2 separate regions of the Mus musculus genome follow, and region 1 is linked to region 2. Evidence: chromatin contacts called from public Hi-C data. All regions are on one chromosome and are shown on one strand. Each heading gives the region's core, a stretch centred on a gene start, on an enhancer-like site or on the middle of the called end of the contact. The rest is flanking DNA. Distances are from core to core; before and after follow the strand shown. Region 1 overlaps Anxa6 (annexin A6). Region 2 holds the start of Gpx3 (glutathione peroxidase 3).

What was found. A called contact is a pair of places that touch in the nucleus more often than the background predicts.
Region 1: a contact with region 2 is called in a Hi-C map of bone marrow-derived macrophages, with 38 read pairs. The contact joins the enhancer-like site here to the promoter of Gpx3 in region 2. A contact is called at or near these places in 13 of 39 promoter capture datasets (embryonic stem cells, frontonasal cranial neural crest, hematopoietic stem and progenitor cells and 6 more), 1 of 15 datasets of contacts at CTCF or cohesin (embryonic stem cells), 6 of 484 Hi-C or Micro-C datasets (the CH12 cell line, bone marrow-derived macrophages and embryonic stem cells), 7 of 115 datasets of contacts at active chromatin or transcription factors (the 230-238 cell line, the HPC-7 cell line, double positive thymocytes and 2 more) and 4 of 9 other capture datasets (adipose tissue, liver, macrophages and 1 more).

The regions. Positions count from the first base shown.
Region 1 is chr11:54,980,905-54,985,831 of GRCm38.p6, reverse strand. Anxa6 (annexin A6) reads left to right here. Exons shown (of 26, transcript NM_013472.5): 23 at 661-756; 24 at 2,476-2,534; 25 at 4,094-4,216. Among named protein-coding and RNA genes, the nearest start is that of Tnip1, 20 kb to the right of the region's middle. Within about 2 kb of position 1,556, at least 14 of the 459 cell types and tissues checked have an H3K27ac peak or open chromatin away from gene starts, as enhancers often do. A contact at or near this core is called in bone marrow-derived macrophages, where this site is marked.
Region 2 is chr11:54,900,996-54,906,250 of GRCm38.p6, reverse strand. Gpx3 (glutathione peroxidase 3) reads right to left here and starts at 3,397. Exons shown (of 5, transcript NM_008161.4): 1 at 3,199-3,397. The coding sequence starts at 3,285.

The sequences.
Region 1 (4,927 bases), core at 307-2,806, 81 kb before region 2:
ACAAAGCAGAGAGGGGTGAGGTGGTGTAGGCCAGCCCATCACAGAGGTGTACAGTGCCAGTCCTGAAGTCCCTTCCCACTGAGACTTTGTAGCCTCACATGTACCTGCTCGGTCCTTTTCAACACGTGGCTGCTTTGTGCTTAACCCTGGATTGCCTCGATTCCAGTCCCCTACCTATCAGCTGTGTGGCTAAGCAGGTGACTGACTTTCTGCCTTGATCCCCTTATCTAAGGATTGGGGTTTTAGTTGTACCTCACATGGTTGCTAGGATACAAAACTCACAATAAACATAAAGTACTCGGTCTGTGCAGGGCATAAGGGGCTACTGGGTGTCACTTTGATTATTATATAGTAAGTTCCATCCAATCCTGTCAGGGAATAAGAGGGAACCCAGAGAGCAAGGCCCCCCTGGTGGTCTGGGCATTTCCTTTTACACATCAGCCTGGGGTAATAGAGCTTGCCAAGGGCTAGAGCTACTGGCCAGACTTAAAGGCACTGGTGTGGCCTACTCGGCTCCAAGTCTTATAGTAGCCCTAAGGCCAGAATCTGCCTGTCACCTGAGCCCTACCCAGTGCCCAGCATGTACTGTGGCTGGTTCACGGGGTAGGTCAGGTGACCCTCCCCAGTGGAGTTCATCTCTCCCTCAATTCTCTTGACCAGTCTTCCAGGAGTTCATCAAGAAGACCAACTATGACATAGAGCATGTCATCAAGAAGGAGATGTCTGGGGATGTCAAGGACGCATTTGTGGCCATCGGTAATTACCGGGCACCCGGGGGAGGGACTGGGGCACTGCTGGGAATGTGGGCAGTTTCCCTAAAGGAATGTGGCTTTAGCATCATCTTCTGCTGCTGATACTGGGAGCTAAATACTACCTCAGATCACCTCCCCCGCCAAGGCATGATTGTGGGGGGACAACCTGAGGACATCTTCAAGGCTATGGAGGCAGGTTGAACATCCCAGGGTTAGGACCAGGACATAGAGAAGGGCAATGCTGCACAGGACTGGAGTATGTTTGTGTACATATATACCACACATGAGACATACTGTATATGCACACATGTGACTCATAGGACACGTATACATAGCATGCAAGATGCGTTCATTCACAGGGTACACCCTGCATGTATACACTAGACATGCCTTAGGCATATTCTCTCATACCACAGCCTGCCACTGAGCTATCTCCTTAGCCCAGAGACCTCGTCTCTGAGCTTCTTGCTTTTTAATTTTTTTGTTACATTGTATTATTTATGTTGTATGTGTACACATAAATACATGTGTACAGGTATGCACACACCATATCATGTGTGTGGAAGTCAGAAAACTTTAGAGAGTTGGTTCTCTCTACTCTGTGGATCTTGGGAATTGAACTTAGGTTCTTAGGTCAATGACCTTAGCCTGCTAAGCTACCTCGTGGCCTGGAGGTCTCGAGTTTGAGAAGGTCTCTTTCCCTTTTGGATCTCATTTCTCCCTGTGTAGATATGGATACATACAAGCATATTGTTGCATCGTGTCGATACCTGATCTTACCAGCAGGTGGCGATAGAAGGCTTTCAGATTCTCTATCAACTGCAAAATGCATCTTGAATCTCAGGAATTCTAAAAAAAACGTGGAGGAACAGTGTTTTAGATTAGATAAATGGAGGGGTTGCTTACAATAGCTCTTCACCACCTACAGTGAGGCATTGTGATTGGAAGCAGAGGAGCTGAGCAGGAACTGTCACTTGAATGCTAAATGCCCTGGGCAGAACACAGAACCTGTGTCAGCTTCTGCATATCGGTAGTGGGACATGAACACTGGCTTTTCTACTCAGTCCTCAAGTGGCACAGAAGTTGTTACATACTCACACACACCACACCCCGCTCAGAATGTCTCTAGAATCTGAATCTCTACAGTAGAATCTGGTTTTTTGTTTGTGTGTGTGTGTGTGTGTGTGTGTGTGAGAGAGAGAGAGAGAGAGAGAGAGAGAGAGAGAGAGAGAGCTATAGGCAGTTGTAAGCAGCCCAAAGCAAGTGCTGGGAATCCAACTTGGGTCCTCTGGAAGAGCAATAAGTGCTCTTACCCACTGAGCTATCTCTCTAGACCCTAAAGTTCAGTCTTTAACCATCTTCTCCTGCGCTCTGAATGCCCTCAAAATTGACAGCCCTGTATCCAGCATCCCTTAGGACTTAAACCCCAGTTAAATATTCTGCTGACCTCAGTCAGCCACAAGCTCCTTTACCGCGGGAGAGATTCAGCTCTCAGACAGAAAGAGAGGTGGACAGAGGGAGGAGAAAAGGAAGGAGCTTTGTGGAGGGGGTCGTAAAGTGGCACTGCCAAGACAGACGGTTAGCAGTGACCCGCAGCCACCCAGTAGGCTGGTAGCAGTAAGTATGTTGGAAGGTTGGTGGCTGTAGTACAGAAAGCCCTGCCCAGGGTCTGAGCACACAGCCTCTGACCAGATGCCCTGCCTCTCTCTCTTCTCCCCTACAGTTCAGAGTGTCAAGAACAAGCCTCTCTTCTTTGCTGATAAACTGTACAAGTCCATGAAGGTACGGCGCCTGACCTGCTTCTCAGCACTGCCTTTCCCAAACCTACAGGCACAGATGTGCACCCTCCCCCAGACGAGACATCCGACTGCTCTTTACCCCACCTTGTTTATCAGCATCCTGCTTCTGGACCAAACGTAGTCTTCTTTCTCAGTCAAGGGTGTTTTAATGCCCACTCCCCCACCCCATCCCCAGGATATCTATCATGATTGATTTCTAGTTGCCAAAACTTAAGAGAATATTGCTGTTGGTACCCAAGATGCTGTGTACAGGTAGAAAGTGACAGAGCTGGAGGGAGAGGAGAGAGGGCCCTAGTGCTCACATATTCCAGATCCTGTGTTAGTATTTTGGGACTTGTATAACAAGTTCCCACAAACTGAATGACATAAACGTAATCTCTCATGGTTCTAAAATCGAGGCATTGGTAAGGTTGGCTCCTTCCCATCCCTCTCCTGCTACCCCTCTCCTGCCTCCCGGAAGCTGCCAGAAACCCCTTGTGTGTCTTCAGTTTGGCTGCATCACTCCAGCCTCTGTCTTTTTTTTTTTTTTTTTAATGTATGCGTATTCTGCTGCATTTGCAACTGCCTGCCTGAAGAGGGCATCAGTTTCCCCTATAGATGGTTCTGAGCCACCATGTGGTTGCCGGGAATTGAACTCAGGACCTCTGGAAGAGCAGACAGTACTCTTAACAGCTGAGCCACCTCACCAGCCCCCCATCCTCTGTCTTTATGTTCACATGTGTGCCTCTGTCCCTTGCACTCCTTAGAGCCACCCGATGGGTTTAGGGCCCTAATCTAACATGACTTCATTTTAACACATTACAATGGTGCAATAATTAACTTTCCATCTCTTTGGTACAATATCTGGGATGGGAAAAAAAAATCAACCTAAAAGAGGAAAGAAAGGATGTGGGCTCATAGTTTCGGAGCCTTCGGTCCACGGCCTCCTGATCTGTTTCTTGAGCCTGTGGTGATGCAGAATGTCGTGGCAGGGCGGGCGTGGCAGAGCATGCTACTTCCTTCCAGACAGCCTGGAGCAGAGAGGGAAGAAGGGACAAGGCACGGAGTACATCCACTGACACCCCACCTCACTTCCTCCAGCTAGGCCTTCACCTTCGCCACTTCCTAGCAATGCCATCAGATTGTATATTCATCAATGCACTGGCCCATCGAAGAAGTCAGAAACCTTAAGATCTGCTTCCCCAAATCTCTAGCTCTGAACACTGCACCGGGGAGGGACCAAGCCTTCAATGCATGAATTAAATTGGGGGGAGGCTACATCATCTAAACCACAAGGCAAAAACTCTGTTCTAAGGTTACATTCTGAGGTGCCAGCTGGATATGAGTTTTAGCAGGGCCTGCTCAGCCCACACAGGTCATCTGTGCTTATGTCTGCCCAGTCCTCCACACGAGGGAGTTTGGTTGGCACTGTCTGTGGAAGACAGTAAGGAGTGGCCGTCTGGTCTGGGAAGGCAGAAGGGACAGGCAGGTGGACATCTGCCATAGCATGACCTAGCTCTGCCCTCCCTTCCTGCTCCATGTATCTCTCCTTGGCTCCACCAGGGTGCTGGCACAGATGAGAAGACCCTCACCAGGGTGATGGTGTCTCGGAGTGAGATAGATCTGCTCAACATCCGGAGGGAATTCATTGAGAAATATGACAAGTCTCTACACCAAGCCATTGAGGTAGGAAAGGGGCTGCTCAGTGGGCTCTGGGATCACCTGCTCATGTTGAATGAAGGGAGACCTACCTCATTGGCTTGGCTATGAAAATATCTCTGTTATTTTATGTATGTGCGTGTTTGCCTACATGAATGTCTGGTGCATGCCGGGTACTCACAGAGTTCCGAAGAAGGTAGCAGATCCCCTGGAACTGGAGTTACAGACAGTTGTGAGTTGCCATGTGGGTGCTGGGAACCGAACCTGGGTCCTCTGCAAGAGCATCCAGTGCTCGTAACTGCTTAGCCACCTCTCGTGAGCCCCTGGTTTTTTTTTTTTTTGTTGTTTTTTTTTTTCATCTCTGAGGTAGGTTTATTTGTTTGTTTGTGTGTTTTGGGTTTCTTGGTTTTTGGTTTCTTGAGACAGGGTTTCTCTGTGTAACTCACTCTGTAAACCAGGCTGGCCTCAAACTGCCTCTGCCTCTTAAGTGCTGGGATTAAAGACATGTGCTACCACCACCCAGCCCCTCACGATTTCTTATTTGGAAACAATTGCCTGGTTTTTACTTTTTAATTTTATTTTATGTGTATGGTTGTTTTGCTTGCTTGCATATATGCATGTCTGGTGCCCATGAAGGCCAAAGGAGGGAGTCAGATTGCCCTAGTACCTTGGTATGATGGTCCTGAGTTCTGTCCATCGAACCCAGATACATCTTCTGCAATAACAGCCATCGTTCTT
Region 2 (5,255 bases), core at 2,148-4,647:
TCATCCAGGCAGCAGGGCAGGTGCCCCAGTGGGGTACAGTGGAATGCCTCTATCACTGCAGGCCTGGCTAGCCAGCCGAGTGAGCCTGGCTGCCTTTGCTGGGTCATCCCTGACAGCTGACAGCTCTCCTGGCTGGGGTGCAAAGTCCCTGCTTTCCGGGAGTCTAAATACTGCGAGTGTTAGACTGAATGCTCAGCTGGACAGCCCTGCCCCAGGCTTCTGAAGCCCCAGCTGAGATCACTTCCACCCTAAAAGGCAAACAGCCTCAGGCTTGGGGGTCACACATCAGTAAGGCCAGCATCAGAGGCTGGAACAGGAGGTGGAAAGTTTAGGGCTAGCCTGGGCTACGTTGAGATACCTTGCCTCAACAAGAGCAACATAGTAAAAACAGTGAGATACAACCCTGCTACCTCCCTGCATGGCGCTTCACCTTCATACCAAGCTGAATCTCAGATGTGGGGAGGAGATCCCAGAGGCTCACTGAATAATGGGAAACACCCGTGGGTCCAGCTTCTCCGGATAGTCTTAAGGAAGGGGACATGAGGAGACCCTTGAGTAAGACTCGGTTATCTTTACCGGCTGTGTGGCCCTGAGCAAACCATCTTAATCCTTTGGGCTTTGGTCTGAGAGGTTAATTCCATTTGCCTCTCAAAAGTGTGTGTTTGTTGCTGTTTTGTTTGGCTGTGTGTCTAGCCAGTTACATGTGGAAGCCAAAGAAGAAAATCGTGAGAGTTTCTCTATTAAATTATTTCATTACATTTATTCACTTATTTGGGGGAGGATGTCACAGCATGTGGAGATCAAAGGACAGCTGGGAAGACCCAGTGAGTTCCTACATGTGGGTTCTAGGAATCAAACTCAGGTCTCAAGCTTGGTTACAAGCATCGTCACCCCAGAGCCATGTTGCTGACCCTGTCAGCTGTGCTCAGTGTTTGACTCTGCTGGTGATGAGCTCCTGAATCTGCCAGTCTCTGCCCCACCACCTCACCATTGTTGGCACGTGTGTGGCCATACCTGGCTTTTTCATGGATGCTGGGGATTTGAACTCAGATCCTCTTGCTTCCATAACAATGATTTTACTCATCGAATTGTCATCCCAACACTCAAAATGACTTTGAGAAACTACTGACAGATGAAAACAGGCTTGGGCCAGCAGGACATGGAGATTACCTGCAGCAAGGGCCAAAGGCCTGGAAGGGTCATAGTACAGAGAGGCCTTAATTGTGTGCTAGCTGCCCTAAGAAATGAATAATGGCAACTGCCATGCTTTCTATGGGAGGAGAATAGGGCTCATGCTGGGGGCCCAGGCTAGCATAGGTCGGAGGGTGGTCTTGATAAATGAGCCATAGATTATACTCACCAATTGAGTCCCCAACCCCACCCCCACCCCCAGCTTCCTTCCTCTGGGTTCATAGAATCCCATAGCCCTATTCCTCCACCAGGGAGGCCAGAGAAGAGTACTGAAAGGGAACGAGGAACAAAAGGGGTGGGGCTGGGGGGGAATACACTGAGCTAAGCTTCCTGGATGCCTAGGGCTACTACTGGTCCATGTCTTCCCTATTCCATCTTCCTACACCCATTGGTGAGATGTTGGGAGCATGACAGGTCTGAGAGGTTGGAGATGGCAGCTGGACCCAGCTGGGCCTCTGGCAGTGTGTGACCATCCCTCCCCCTTCTCAGGATTCCAGCCTGTCAACTGTAAGATGGAGTGGGATTCAGGTCCACTTAAGGCCTTTCAGCCTTGACGTCAGCCTGTGCTCCCATGATGCTCTCTGCCTTGTGCAGTCAGTCACCTAGAAACCAGTGGTTACTAGGATGCCACGTCAGCAGCTGGTAGTCCACAGCTATGCAAAGCCTTCTGCAGCTGTAACCTGGACCAGACAGAGGCTTTCCCTGTCCTTGCCCCTCCCTTTGAGTGTAGAGGACATCTTTCAGTGGCTTTATCACACTGGGTCTGCACACGTCCCCTCCCTGTTCCCTTGTTCTGAAGTTGGATCCAGGCAAGCAGTTGAATCCCAGAAGCCAGAGCTGTAATGTGTTAACTCCAAGGACCTGGGAGCTCAGATGGGCATGCCTGGGCTGTGAGGAGCCAGAAGCTTCAGCTAGTTATGAGATAAGATAACACCACACCCTAAGACTTTTCTAGACTGCTCTCTCTCTTCCCTCTGAACTCACCCATCTCTCCTTCATTCTATGGACAGCACAAGGCCAGTGTGCTTTCCTGCAGCCTCCTCAGGACAGGATTCAACCCCCAACCCAAGCAGTTCCCACACTAAAGGCACAGGGCTAGTGCCCCCGTCCACCCCCACCCCATCTCCACACCACACCCCCTAATCAATCTCTCTCTCTCTCTCTCTCTCTCTCTCTCTCTCTCGGACATACAAGATCTTAGAAGGAAGACCCTGAGGATTTTAGAAACTCAAAGCTAGAGCCTACCCAGTTTTGTGCCCACGCATGCAAGTGTGCAGGGGTGCATGGTGTGCATGGTGTGTGTGAAGTTGGGGACCACAGTCTCTTTCTTTGGGTTCATGCTTTCTGCATTCTCACCCTAGGGAAGAGGAGAGGCCTACAGAGCCCACCCAGCACAGGCCTGACCAAGAAGATAAGCATGCCGGGGCATCTGCCCTCAGGCTCGCCATTTCTATTCCAGTTCAGGGTACCACAGCTAGACTAGGAGAGATGAAGCTCCAGAAGACTTCCTGGCCTGGGTTGGCTTCTCTAGCTACAGTGTCTGCTCCATGCATGGCAGGCCAGTGAACTGTGAATAGGGAAAGCAACTGCAGGGTTCCATAGCCTTCCAGCCATCCTCTCCAGCTACGCCCTGCTGATGGAGAAACTGAGGCCCAGAAAGGGATGCGCCCCCAAATAAAAATTCTTCCTGTCACAGATCTCTGCCTCCAGCGCCCTGGGATGAGTGAAGAAACCATCGGCCCACCCTCTTCCCCGGCAATTTTTTTTCAGGATTGTGGCCACCAGCGACCCCAAGATGACAGTGGAAGAAAATGTATAAACTCGGGAAAGACTGCCCTCCTGGGTTAGTACTGCCCTCTGAAGCACGCGGGTCTGTGTTGGAAGAGCGCAGAGACCGAGGGTTACAAGTGAGGCTCTCGGTGCCTCTGGGGAAGCAGTGGCTCTCCCAGTCGCGCAGTGGACACCTGGGTGCCATGGACTCTTCTTGAGCTCCGGAGGTTCACTCACCTTAGACTTCTCTTGTCCCCGGCCCGGCGGAACAAACCCGGCCAGGAGCAGGGACAGAAGGCAGGATGCCCGGAGGATCCGGGCCATGGCGGGCTGGGGCGCGTCTTGGGGTGGCCACCGTCCGTCTGAGGTGTCCGAAGCGCTCAGCCACATTTCAAGCCATCCACTGTGGCCAATCCGCAGCCAGGCGGGGGCTTCCTAGCCAATGGCAACGCGGTTAAGATTTAAAGGGCAAGACATACCCGCCCCTTTTTCCTCCTCTCCCCAGACCGGGGCGACGGTGACACAAGCCTAGGAGGAAGAGAAGGGGGCCCGGCTGCCTGGGAAGAACAGGAGATGGGCGCGGCCAAGGTTCTAGACAACACCCAGGACACAGCTTTTTTCCCCAAGCTCTGAAAACCTAGGGCCCCGAGGACTTAACATAGAACCCGTTAGTGCAAATAATAAGCACTGTGTGAGCCAGGTGTAGAGACTCACGCCTGTAATCGCAGAATCCAAAAAGCTGAAACAGGAGGATTGCGTAGGTTCAGTGCAATCTGCAGCCTTAGCTACAGACTGAGACCCTGCGCCAACTGGGAATGTAGCTTAGTGGTACAGCACTTGACCAGCTCGCATGAGGCCATAGGTTTATTCAATCCCCAGCATCAGCAAGCTAGAGGGATCTGTGAACGTGATTTTAAATTCAGCCTTCTCGGTTAGGTTGTGGGTGACAGCTCAGGAGAGTAGGAACCAGAAAATACACCACCACCACCTTTTTTTTAAATTAGCACATAAAAATTATGTGTCTATCTCTGTGGTCTTAAACTCATTATTTCCCTTCTCTGAGCCTCAGTTTCCTCTACTATAATGATGGGATTGGTTAATGAGCTCTAAGGTCTCCCAGGCTCTGACTATGTGATTTGCTTCTAAGCAGTAGGCCTAGTCCAGGAGTCTCTTGAGTGTACACAACAGGTGTTTAAATATTTGTTGAATCAATCATTAAATCATCAGATTTGTTTGTGCTTTCATATAAGGTCAGGCCAGGCATCTCTAGATTGAGAGCTTCCAGGCTTAATCCGGTCTGCAATAGAGGTTTGGTGCATCCTGCCTTGCTACCACAGTGGGCTGGAGAGCTGTTAGGACAGTCTTGGGCTGCACATCAGAACCACTGTGTTGAGCCTCTGCCTTCAGACTCATTGCAGAAGGGATTCGAAGGCCCCTGACCCCAGTCTTGGTTGTGTGAGTCCTAGATTAGGTGGCCTTCTGAAAAGTTCCTGACTCAGAGATGCCTCGAAGTACCATGCTTTTACTATGATTCAGGGAGTTAATGTGACCCGTGGAATTTGAAATTTTCTGCACTCATAAGGCCTGGCTCTATGGTGGGGCTGGTGAGATGGCTCAGCAGGTAAAAGCCCTCACAAGGCTGTGTAATAAAAGGGCTTGCAACTGATGACTTGAGTTTAATCTCCAGAACCAAGGGTGCAAGGAAGGAACGAACTGGTTTCTGAGAGTTGACTTCTAACCTCCAGCACAACAATAATAAATAAATGGATAAACTCATTGTGTTGAAGTAGAAAGAACCTGGAGACCAGGAAGCCCTTATACCATGGAGGCATGTGACTAGCTGACACAGTAGGTTTTTAATTGATATCACTATTCTAAAACCTTAAGTTCCTGAGGCCTAGCAACCTTGCAGTCCTTTATGAAAATTCCTGCAGTAAATTTGTGGCAGATAACCTACCAGAAGACAGTCTCTGGTCCATGTTGTTCTGTTGCCCTTTTTTTCTGTATCCTCTGGGAGTGACCCACTCACAATACTCAGGCTTTGGGTTTTGAATGACTGTGTCCATGAGCAGTGCTTGGTTGCATTGGTTTTGGTTTGGTTTGGTTTGGTTTTGTCAATTTGACACAAACTGGAGTCATCTGGGAAGAAGGAGCCACAGTTGAGGATTGCCTCTATCAGACTGGCCTGTGGGAGCATTTTCTTGATTGATAATTGATGTGGAAGAATCCAGGCCACTATGGGTGGTCTTCATGTGTATAAGAAAGCAAACTGCTGCTTGGATGTAGTGGCACAG